2 separate regions of the Callithrix jacchus genome follow, and region 2 is linked to region 1. The links are chromatin contacts, called in public Hi-C maps. All regions are on one chromosome and are shown on one strand. Each heading gives the region's core, a stretch centred on a gene start, on an enhancer-like site or on the middle of the called end of the contact. The rest is flanking DNA. Distances are from core to core; before and after follow the strand shown.

What was found. Hi-C and Micro-C count contacts between places; a contact is called where the count stands out from the background.
Region 2: a contact with region 1 is called in a Hi-C map of induced pluripotent stem cells, with 2.5 times the contacts expected there. The contact joins the promoter of UNC5B here to the enhancer-like site in region 1. A contact is called at or near these places in 3 of 3 Hi-C or Micro-C datasets (induced pluripotent stem cells and skeletal muscle).

Annotation. Positions count from the first base shown.
Region 1 is chr12:58,872,888-58,877,850 of calJac240_pri, forward strand. All of the region lies in intron 1 of UNC5B (unc-5 netrin receptor B), which reads right to left. Among named protein-coding and RNA genes, the nearest start is that of SLC29A3, 49 kb to the left of the region's middle. Within about 2 kb of position 3,499, at least 5 of the 16 cell types and tissues checked have an H3K27ac peak or open chromatin away from gene starts, as enhancers often do.
Region 2 is chr12:58,930,682-58,935,364 of calJac240_pri, forward strand. UNC5B (unc-5 netrin receptor B) reads right to left here and starts at 2,701. Exons shown (of 18, transcript XM_035268057.3): 1 at 2,186-2,701.

The DNA of each region.
Region 1 (4,963 bases), core at 2,249-4,748:
CTGGGCACATTTATCATCAGCAATCACAGTCTTTCTCTAGCCCCTGGACACTGGCGAATTCTCCCCAGACTTGACCTCCCACTGCATGGAAAATCTCTCCCATTCACTGCGTGGCTGATGTGCTCAGTGGGGAGCAGGGAGAGGAGCCCATTTATTATGATGTTTTAAAAACACACAACCCCACATGGAATGACCCCTCCCTGGATACAAAGCCCTTTCTCCATCTGGCCCTGGCTCTTTGCGGCTGTGGGGTTCTGGCTGGGGCCCCCCTCGGAGGAAGTCACAATGGCCGTTACCGATGACAAATGGGGGCTGGCGGACTCGGGGGGGGACACGGAGTTATTCCTAACAAAGGAGCCCCTCACGCAGTCCTTTTCCCACACCCTCTGCACCCATCTGTGCCCTGACATCACTTCCTCTGCTGGCCACAGGAAGCGGCTTCGCCAAGGTGGCCAGCTGGGGCAGGGGCCTGCATCCTGAAGGGGGTGTCCAGCTGCTCCTGTGAAACGTATCCCTCGAAGGACTGTGGGACAAGCGAAGGAGTGGGTGGGAGGCTGGGGTCGAGGCCCCAGGGCAGGTGCAGTGCTGGGATACGCCCGGGCTTGGCTGTGGGAGCCACACTGCTTACAGAGCTGGGAAGGACACTACAGTCACTGCCTCACTGGCCACCCTGACTCCCACCCCCAGGCCCTCCCTCCAGACCCTTCCCCTGGCTTTGAGTTCCTTTGGCTCAGGCCTGGGGCTAATTTTTGGTTCCTTTTCCAAGTTTCATGTCTGATGGGGTCACTGTGATAGAAGCCTGGGGCCTGAGGAGGGGACATTCTGTTTCCCCTTCTTTTCCCAGACAAGGAGCGCAAAGCCCTTTCGTCCATCCTTCTGCAGACCATTAGCATCTTCCCAGCAGCTGGCACCTAAAACCCTGTGTTCCAACAAGACAGTGATCACCATCATCAACACAACCACCCTGCCAAGCCGTTCCATTTTACAGATGCCCAAACGAGGCTCAGAGGTGTGAAAGGATGGGTTCAAGGTCACAGCCACCCAAACTCACAATGGCCCTAAGTGCCCAGCAGAGGCAACTATCATTCCGTCCTCTTGGGAGCTCGCCAGCTTGCTGGAGGGACAGGGTCTCAGCTTCCTAACTCCAGCACTTGTCTTCCCTTGCTCTGTGGGCCTGCCTCTCCCAAACAGAGATCTGGGGGGAGGCCTGGGGACAGCCTGGCCCCCCGACCAGTGGCAGTTGGCAGGCCCCCCTAGACACACACACTTGCACCAAAAGGCCCACATATTCCCCAGCCAGGTTACATCCACAGCTATCTCTGGGGACACCCTGAGAGCCCCACCCAGGCTGGGCCCACGGTGCCTTTCTCAGAGTTGCCTGTGTCAATGCTGCTGTCCCCCTAAGGTAACGAAAGGCTCCCCACCTGCGACTCAGGCCCACTATCTTATAGGTCACCTCTCCCCGACCCAGCGTTGGAATGGAGTGAGTTTGAGTTGCAATCTTAGACTCCACCAAGCACCCAGTTGTTCAAGTCCCATCTGGTGAGGGTCCCTAGTGGCTCCCTTTCCTCACCCCACTTCCAGCCGTGCTGCTGGAGGGGCCTGGACGCTGCGAGATGAACCTGGAAGATGTGCCTTGCACCAAATGACCGCCCCTGCAACCACTCACTGTGGTCTCCAAGCCCAGGTCTTCCCGCCTGGACCCTTCCTCTCCCTCAACTCCCTACTTTTCCTTTCACCCCTAAAATCTACTTTCCTAACTCCAGAGTGATCTCCTAAGAGAGAAACCACGCCCTCTAGTGGTGCACAGCCTCCTGTGGCTCCTCTGTGCCCCTGAAGAAGGTCCCAAGCTACCCAGAATCCTCCAACTTCATAGACTCACCATTCTCTCTCTCTCTCTCTTTTTATTTTATTTTTTTTTTTTTGAGGCAATCTCACTCTGTCACCCAGGCTGGAGTGCAGTGGCACAGTCTCAGCTCACTGCATCCTCTGCCTCCCAGGTTCTCCTGCCTCAGCCTCAAAAGTACCTGGGATTACAGGCACCTGCCACCACACCCAGCTAATATTTGTATTTCAGTAGAGATGGGGTTTCACCATGTTGGCCAGGCTGGTCTCGAACTCCTGACCTCAGGTGATCCGCCTGCCAGCCTCCGCCTCCCAAAGTGCTGGGATTACAGGTGTGAGCCACTGTGCCTGGCCAACTCACCCATCTTTCACTGTGCTCCAGACCCTAGCAGGCCTGTTTCCCTGGGACAGGCCTTGCCTGTTCCTGCCTTGGTGCCGTTGCTGGTCCATTCTCTTGGAGCTCCTCCCCCACCCCCCGCCCAGCTCCCCACCCTGCCCATACACACATATTCTCTGGGCTGATTCTTTGTCATTGAGATCTCAGCTCAAATGCCACCTCCCCAGTGAGGCCTTCCCTGACCACCCAGTGAAAATGCACCACCCTCCACCTTCCCGTGCTGTCTCCCCAGTGCCATTTTTTTTGTTTTTCCCGTGGCAGACTTACCCCTCTCTGGAATGACCTTCTTTGTGTATGTTTGTTAGCTGTTTCCAGACAGGTCTGCTTTCTGGAAGCAAGTTCCTCGAGGGCCTGGGAATCTTGTTTATGGTATAGATTGGCCCACTGGGGACACAGGACAAACACTGGGGTGGCAGGTGGAGGGGGGAAGGAGCAGCCAGAGGGGGTCTGGGTAGTGGGGGCAGGTAGGAGGGCCGACCTGGGCTACAGGAGCTCATCCCTTGGGAAATTCCATGCTGCAGGACTTCACTGACTGATGAAACTTCAGAGACCATCTAATCACTGCCCTCGAGGATGGAGACCAGAGAGGGTGTGGTCTGGCTTCAGATCACACAGCACCTAAGCAGCAGAGCCACAAAGGGAAACTGCGCCTCAGACTCCCAAGAAAGGTGGGGCGGGGCGGGGGGGGGGCTTCATTTTTTAAACTCCTTTTTTTTAAAATGAAAACACATTTTGGGGTCTATTCTCATTACAAAGGTAGTACCCTCATTGTAAACAATCTAGAAAAAGAAAAGATGAAAATGCAAGCTACCCTATTCCCACCCCAGCTGGGTGACACTGGATATTGATCCTCTCTGACTTTTTTAGATGCTCAGATATTTAGTTACTTAAATCTGGTCTCACCATGTACAGCTGTGTGTCCTATGCTTTCCCTTAAAGGCTGTCGACTGAGGACTTTGGAATCAGGCGGAACATGCCGGGCATCTCTCTCTGTCCCCACCCCCCAACCCCTGCACGGTCACACGTGTCAGACGGGTGAGGGCCAGCTGGCCTGCCTGCTCCTGCCATGCGTTTCAGGTTGCTAGAGGAGCTGAAGGACGCAAAGCTGGCACGGGGAGTGGGCCTGGCAATGCTGTCAAGCTGGCTGTGTGTTTGGGTTCTGGGCAGGAAGATGCCCAGTGTCCTGCCACTTTCTCCCAGAAAAGCCCACGACTCGTTGCTTGGTACAGTCTTGGGCCCGGGGGCTGCCCAGACTAGGCCAGACAGGAAGGACAGTGCTTAGAGCCTCCAGGGCATACAAATTTCCCCTGCCTCCCTCGGTGCCACGCTCTAGGACCAAACAACCCTTCCTTGCAAAGGGGAGGCAGCTGCCAATACATTTCCAAGTGGAAAAATTGCTGCAATCCTCACCTGCTGCTGTCAGCACCACCACCAGGAGGCAGCTCAGACCCTGGGCTATGGGGCCCTCCAATCTACGTCCAAACCCTTCCCCTCCAGCCGGGGACCCTGAGGCCAGAGAGGAGCAATGGCTTGTGCAAGACCAAACAACCAGCCTGTGGCTGCAGCGCCACTCCTATCTTGGCATCACACTGGCATAAAGAAAGTCATAGCAGGGACAGAGGAAAAGGGGTGGCTGGACTCTGGCCTGTGCCAATCTGTGAAATGGGCATGAGAAGGGGAGGGCAAATGGGAGAGATGAACAGAGGGAAAGATGGTGCCACGGGGAGAGGGAGAGAGAGTCCCTGAGAGCGCCTGGCTGTGGGGAGTGAGTAGAAGGGGTCCTTGGAACGGGGTAGGGGCTTCCCCTTGGATCTTTCTGAATCTAAAGCCACTTGGATTCTTTCTCAGTTCCTAGGGCTGAGGGAGGAAGGCAGCCATCTCTAGCCTCCGTCCCCAAGGCAGGACTGGGGCTCAGGTTCCATGGGCTCCAGGGAGGGCAGGCCTTGTAGACTCAGAGACCCAGAACACTCTGGGGACCTGAGAGGAGTAGTAACTTGCCTCTTGTCACATAGCAGCTAGGAGGCAAAGCCAGGACTGGAATGTGGGCAACCTGGCCCGCAGGCCAAGGCTCCTGTGTTTGCTTCTCCCGTCCCAGTGCTGGGAAAGACCCCAGCTCTGGGTTTGGGTGAGCAGCTGCGTTGTCGGCTGGTGAGATGTGGGGAGACAGGTGGCACTGGCCAAGGGGAAGGCCTATGTAGCTGCGCAGGTGCACTTGGAGGGAGGCAGATGGTGAGCAAGGACTCATTCATTCATTCATCAAACTCTTCCTGAGGGCCTCCTCTTGACCACACCTGTGGTGAGGCTCAGTGAGCAATCACCAAGCTTCAGTTCCACCATGGGGAATCACGGCAAAGTTTCAAGGTTACGAATCCAGACATTAAGACTTACAGACCAGCACTTGGTCTGCCTCCAGCCCACCCCCACAGCCATGCAATGGTCTGTTGGCCGGCCCCCCGACCACCCGTGCAAAAATCAATCCATAACTTTTTCAGTAGCTCTCTCCTCCGCCAAGGAACCAGTTCCCTCCTTCTAGGAAGCAGGCTTTAACTACTTCCACCTGGACGACTCTAGGGATTTTTTTTTTTTCAATCTCCAGGCTCTTATAATCCCATGCATTTCTTGAGCTGAAACTCGTTGGTACTGTCAGTGACTCATGAGACAACCGTGGGGCAGCCACTTCCCTCTGGGCCTCAATTTTCCTTTCTGAGAAATGGGACCACT
Region 2 (4,683 bases), core at 1,451-3,950, 57 kb after region 1:
ACAAGAGCCCTTCACACAAGTCTTCGATTTGTGGTCAAGTGAAGGCAAGATTTGGGGAAAGACAACACTCTGGCTTTGGTTTTCCCCGTCAGTGAAATGGGGCTTGTGAAAGATCCACTGGAAAAACCCAAAGAACATTCTGAAAGAATAATGCTCTGTGCCTGTGGCATTAGAGAAAAAAGATTGTGTGGGAGGCAGGGCCATGTTCTCCCTCCTGAAGGCAGGTTTCTAAGGGCCACACATTCTGGGCAATGAGAAGGCTGCAGGCTGACCCCACCAGCTGGCCCCTCTCCAGGCTGGTGGGCAGGCAGCTCCTGCAGCGCTAAGTAATGAGCACAATTCCAACACGGCTTCTGCTCGATGGTGAGAAATCAAAGCCCGGTATGAGAGGCCATTTCTGGCTGAGCACCATTCGTGCCCAAATCCATCAAAGCCTTGGGCCTAGGGTTTCTTCTGGGAAAGGTGGGGGCTGGATGCTTTGTTAAGCAGAAAATGCAGGCCACCACCAGCCTTCCTGGCCAAGCCCACCCACCCAGAGAACTACAGGCCAACCAGTCTTGTCTTTCTCCTACCACAGCCCCACATTCCCGGGAAACTAAGTACTTATTTCTGATTCCACTGTCCTGCTGGTACAAAAGCAGCTTCCCAAGACACAATCCTGCCCATGTGCCATCTACAGAGACTTCACCCTACCCTCCAACCAGAAACCAACACCCCAACCCAGCACCTCCCACGACTAACTGCACCCTTTAAAACAAGGTTGGACATTCAGCAGCCTGCCTTCCCCCGTCCCCATCATTACCTTCCAACTTCAAAACACTGCTTTAAATACCAGAGTCTGCCCAAATCATAATTAACTTGGATCAAATGATTGAGTGTTGTAACTCAGGACTTGCACAGGACTTGCACTCCCCTCCCCTACCCCCCCCCCCCAAAAAAAGTGGAGAATGTGCTAAAGCCAAGCCTTCACTCCTGGTCGTGGGAATAGTTAATTCCCGGGCGAGGAATCTTTGGCTACGTGGGGGAAGGGCGGATGGCAACATCGCAGCAGGAGGTAGGATGGGGGAGGGCTACGTCAACTCGTCCACTTTCTGCTCCAGTTTTCCTGCTTCATTCCCAGCCTCAACTCAGAGAGGACTCCGCGCAGGAGGCCCCTTTCCCACGTGGCTCCGGAGCCAAGGTGTCCAGTGGCCGTGGCCAGCCCACCTGCTGGGGTTCGGGTACCAGAGGCTGGCTCCAGTCAGTCCACAGGCTCCCGAGGGAGATGCAGCCCTGCCAGTGACGCCCGCCCGGTCCAGCTACAGGACGAGCGAGAAACATATCCATCCACAGTGAGAGAGGCGGGTTAGGGACTTTATTTCAGGAGCCCACCAGTCCGCAGAAGTCATCTTGGTGGGTCCGGAGCGGTCGCTCTACCGAGAGCGCACCTAGTCTGTTCCCCGGCCAGCGAGAATGTCAGTGACCCATTTAAAAGAAAACTCGGCAGAATCGCTAAGAACTCCCGCCCGCATCCAACACACACACACACACACACACACACACACACACCCCAACACTCAGGGGGGAAAAAACCAATCCTTCCAGACCTGCGGGCCCCGCGATCTCGTGCAAGCTGTGTGTGCAGGACTTAGCCCTCTCCGCTTCAGGAGCCCTGGAAGCCGGCCTCCCTCGGCTGCCGGAGCGCTTCTGGCGCTCCGCAGGTCTTTCCCTCTCTCCCTCTGGTCTGCAGATTCCTGTCCCTGTAGCGCGTAAGAGCCTAGGCTAGCGGGGACCAGACTAGGAAGTTACCGGCGTACGGCAGCGAGCGCACACCTTGCTTATGTAGCCACAGTTCTTTTTCCGCGCAGACGCCAGGCGCGCGGGGAGCCGGGGGGTACCCAAGAGGCGGATCCTCCCGGAGACTCAGACCCTGACTCCGACACCCCTTCCAAGGAGAAGAAGGGATCCCTTCGAGGAGCAAGCAGGGAGATTTCAGCTTCCTGTGAACCCCTTCCATGCGCCCCCCTCCTGCGATGCGGATGCGCCATCGCCCACTTTGGGAGGCAGTAAAATCTACATTCTAACTTGGGCGCCCTTGCCGCTTTCCCTGCGCGCATCGGTGCGACGAAAGACCACCTCAACTTCAGGGTAGAGAAAGGCGCAAAGGTCCCCTAGCCCCGCACCCCCAGGCCCGATCGCTTCTTACCTGCTTGGCTCAGCCTCGCGTCCCAGCAGAGCAGCAGTGCCAGCAGCAGCACGCCCCGAGCTCCGCTCCGAGCCCACATGCTCCCGTGGCCCGGTTCGGGCGCCTCTCCCCCAGGGCTGTCTCCCTGGCCCCAGCCTCGCCGCCGCCGCCTCCGCCGCCGCCGCCTCCTCCTCGCCGTCCTCCCCGGCGCCCGGCCGCGCCAGCCCGTGCCTTCCGTGGGGGCAGCGGCAGCCACGCTGCGCGGAGGGCCGCCTGGCACTCGGGGTGCGACGGGTGCCTGGCGCCGGCTCTCGAGCCAGGCTCGGGCGCGCCCCTCCGGCTCCGGGTCTCCGAGCGCTCGCCTGGCTCCGGCGCTCAGGCTCCGAAGTTGCGCGACCGCTCAGTGGCGCTCGCAGCGGCGGCGCCGTGCCTTGCCAGCCCCTGCGCTCGCCTCTCCGAGCCCCGCCGCCGCCCGCGGCTTCGGCGCCCTCGCCGGCCCCAGCCGCCTGCCACAAGGCCGAGCGCCGCCGCTCGCTCGCCGGAGTGAGTTCGCCAGCAGAGTGGGACAGTGCGGCCGGGGCGGGGCCTGGGCGGCCGAGGGCGGAGCCGGTAGGGAGACCTTGAGGGGGGATGCGACGGCCATCTGGGCGGGGCGGAGCGGGTGGGGGGGTACTCCTGGGGAGGGTCCTCGCGAGACGCTGGGCCCAGCGCTTTGAAAAACCCGGCCGCTGAAGAACCGCTGGATGTGGAGTCGGCCCAATTTTCGCTCTCCCAAATGAAGGAAATGTGCCTCTGCTCCTTCGTTTGGCTTGGCCAAGTCAGCTTTCTACTCTGACTGAACGTAGGACTCTCACTTTCGGCTTCCCTGTCTGTAGTATGCGCTCTGCCTTCCACAAGTGGGGGTCTTTCCAAAAAAGGCTCCCCAAATGAAAACATTCAAGTCATGGTTACGCGGGGGCTTACAGCGATATGAAGCTGGGCATAGGTTAGGATCATCCTGGCTGACCTGATCATACTTGTCTGTATGATCTCCGGCAAAACTGTTAACCAGACCCCTGAGAACCCCTCCCGCACTCTGATCCTGGGTTGCTGTAAAGCAGCCTCCTACGAGACAGCCATTTTTGACTCAGTGTAAACTTGGGACTCTGCCCCTTAATTACGGTGTGACCTTGAACAAGTTACTTAACCATTCTGATGCTCCCTTCACCATCATCTGTAAAATGGAGGGAAAGAATAACTATTTCACAAGGGGGCATATAATTAAATTTTTAAAATCATGTGAAAACTGCAGAGCAAGTGTCAATAATCTCTCTTTCAAAGACTCTCCCCTCCCAGCCAGTCTGATCCGGGGGTGGCCCACCATCCAAGGGTGGGCCAAGGAATACGTGGGGACAGGTGAGGTTTGAAGGATGGGTAGTTCTTGGGATTGAAACCCAGAGAGGTCAGAATGAGCGGATCTCAATTAATTCTCACAACCCTCTGAAGTAAACACCATTTACATCCCATTTGACAGATGAGGGACCTGAGGCACAGAGCTGTAAAGCCACCTGCCCGAGATCACAGTGCTTTGAGTGAATGAGTGACTAAGCAAAGGGGACAGGGAGATGAGTTTGGAAGGAAACCCTCTGAATGGGAGAGCCTCACTAGAACACCTTCCCTGGGTCTGGATTGGGCTGTGTGAAGGGGCCTGTCCCAGGTATTTCCCCAGAAGTGAGGTAAAGGCAGGAGTACCCAGCACCCTCTCCACACACACTCCTCTCACAAGCTGGGGTCTGGAGCATCTGGGGGAGGTCGTGCATGCAGTCAGTCCATCTCCCCAACGCTCTCTGACTGGGCACCCAGCATCAGGAGGGTGGCAATGGGTGGGGACTGGGACTCCCTGGAGAAGGACTTCAGTCCATTGAGAAAGGCTGCTGTGGGCAAAGGTAGGTTGTTTAGCTTGGCCTCCAACAGCCCAGGCAAGGGCAATGGATGAGAGAGTCAACAGCTCAGCACACCCAAACAGCTCCACCCTTACACACTGCAAACATACACACACACACACACCCATACACACCTGCAAAGGTACACACACGAAAACATACAACAAAGACACACAGGTGCAAAAGGACTCTCCCAGAAACATCACACCTACAAATAGGCACCACACTCCAGAGACACCCACATACCCAAGATGTATGCCTAAAAAAAGCAAACACAGAGGCACACACAACTAAACACATGAATAGGCAGATGACTCCTAAGACAAATAGGTATCTGGATCCTTAACTACCACCAGGAAACACATACAGGCACGCCTGTACCAAGACCCACACCTGACTGTCATCCCCTGGATGCACACACACCATCAAGGTTGTGCTTGTGCTGGAGAGCCCAGCAGGGACCTCCGCAGAGGCAGGGTGGCAGGCAGAGACCACAGCATGTTCTCTCTCCCCCGGACCTTCCTTCTCTCTCTCTCCTTCAGGCCAGTGGGGTACTGGAGATTTTTCTAAAAAGTTCCAGTCCTTGGAACTTTGCTG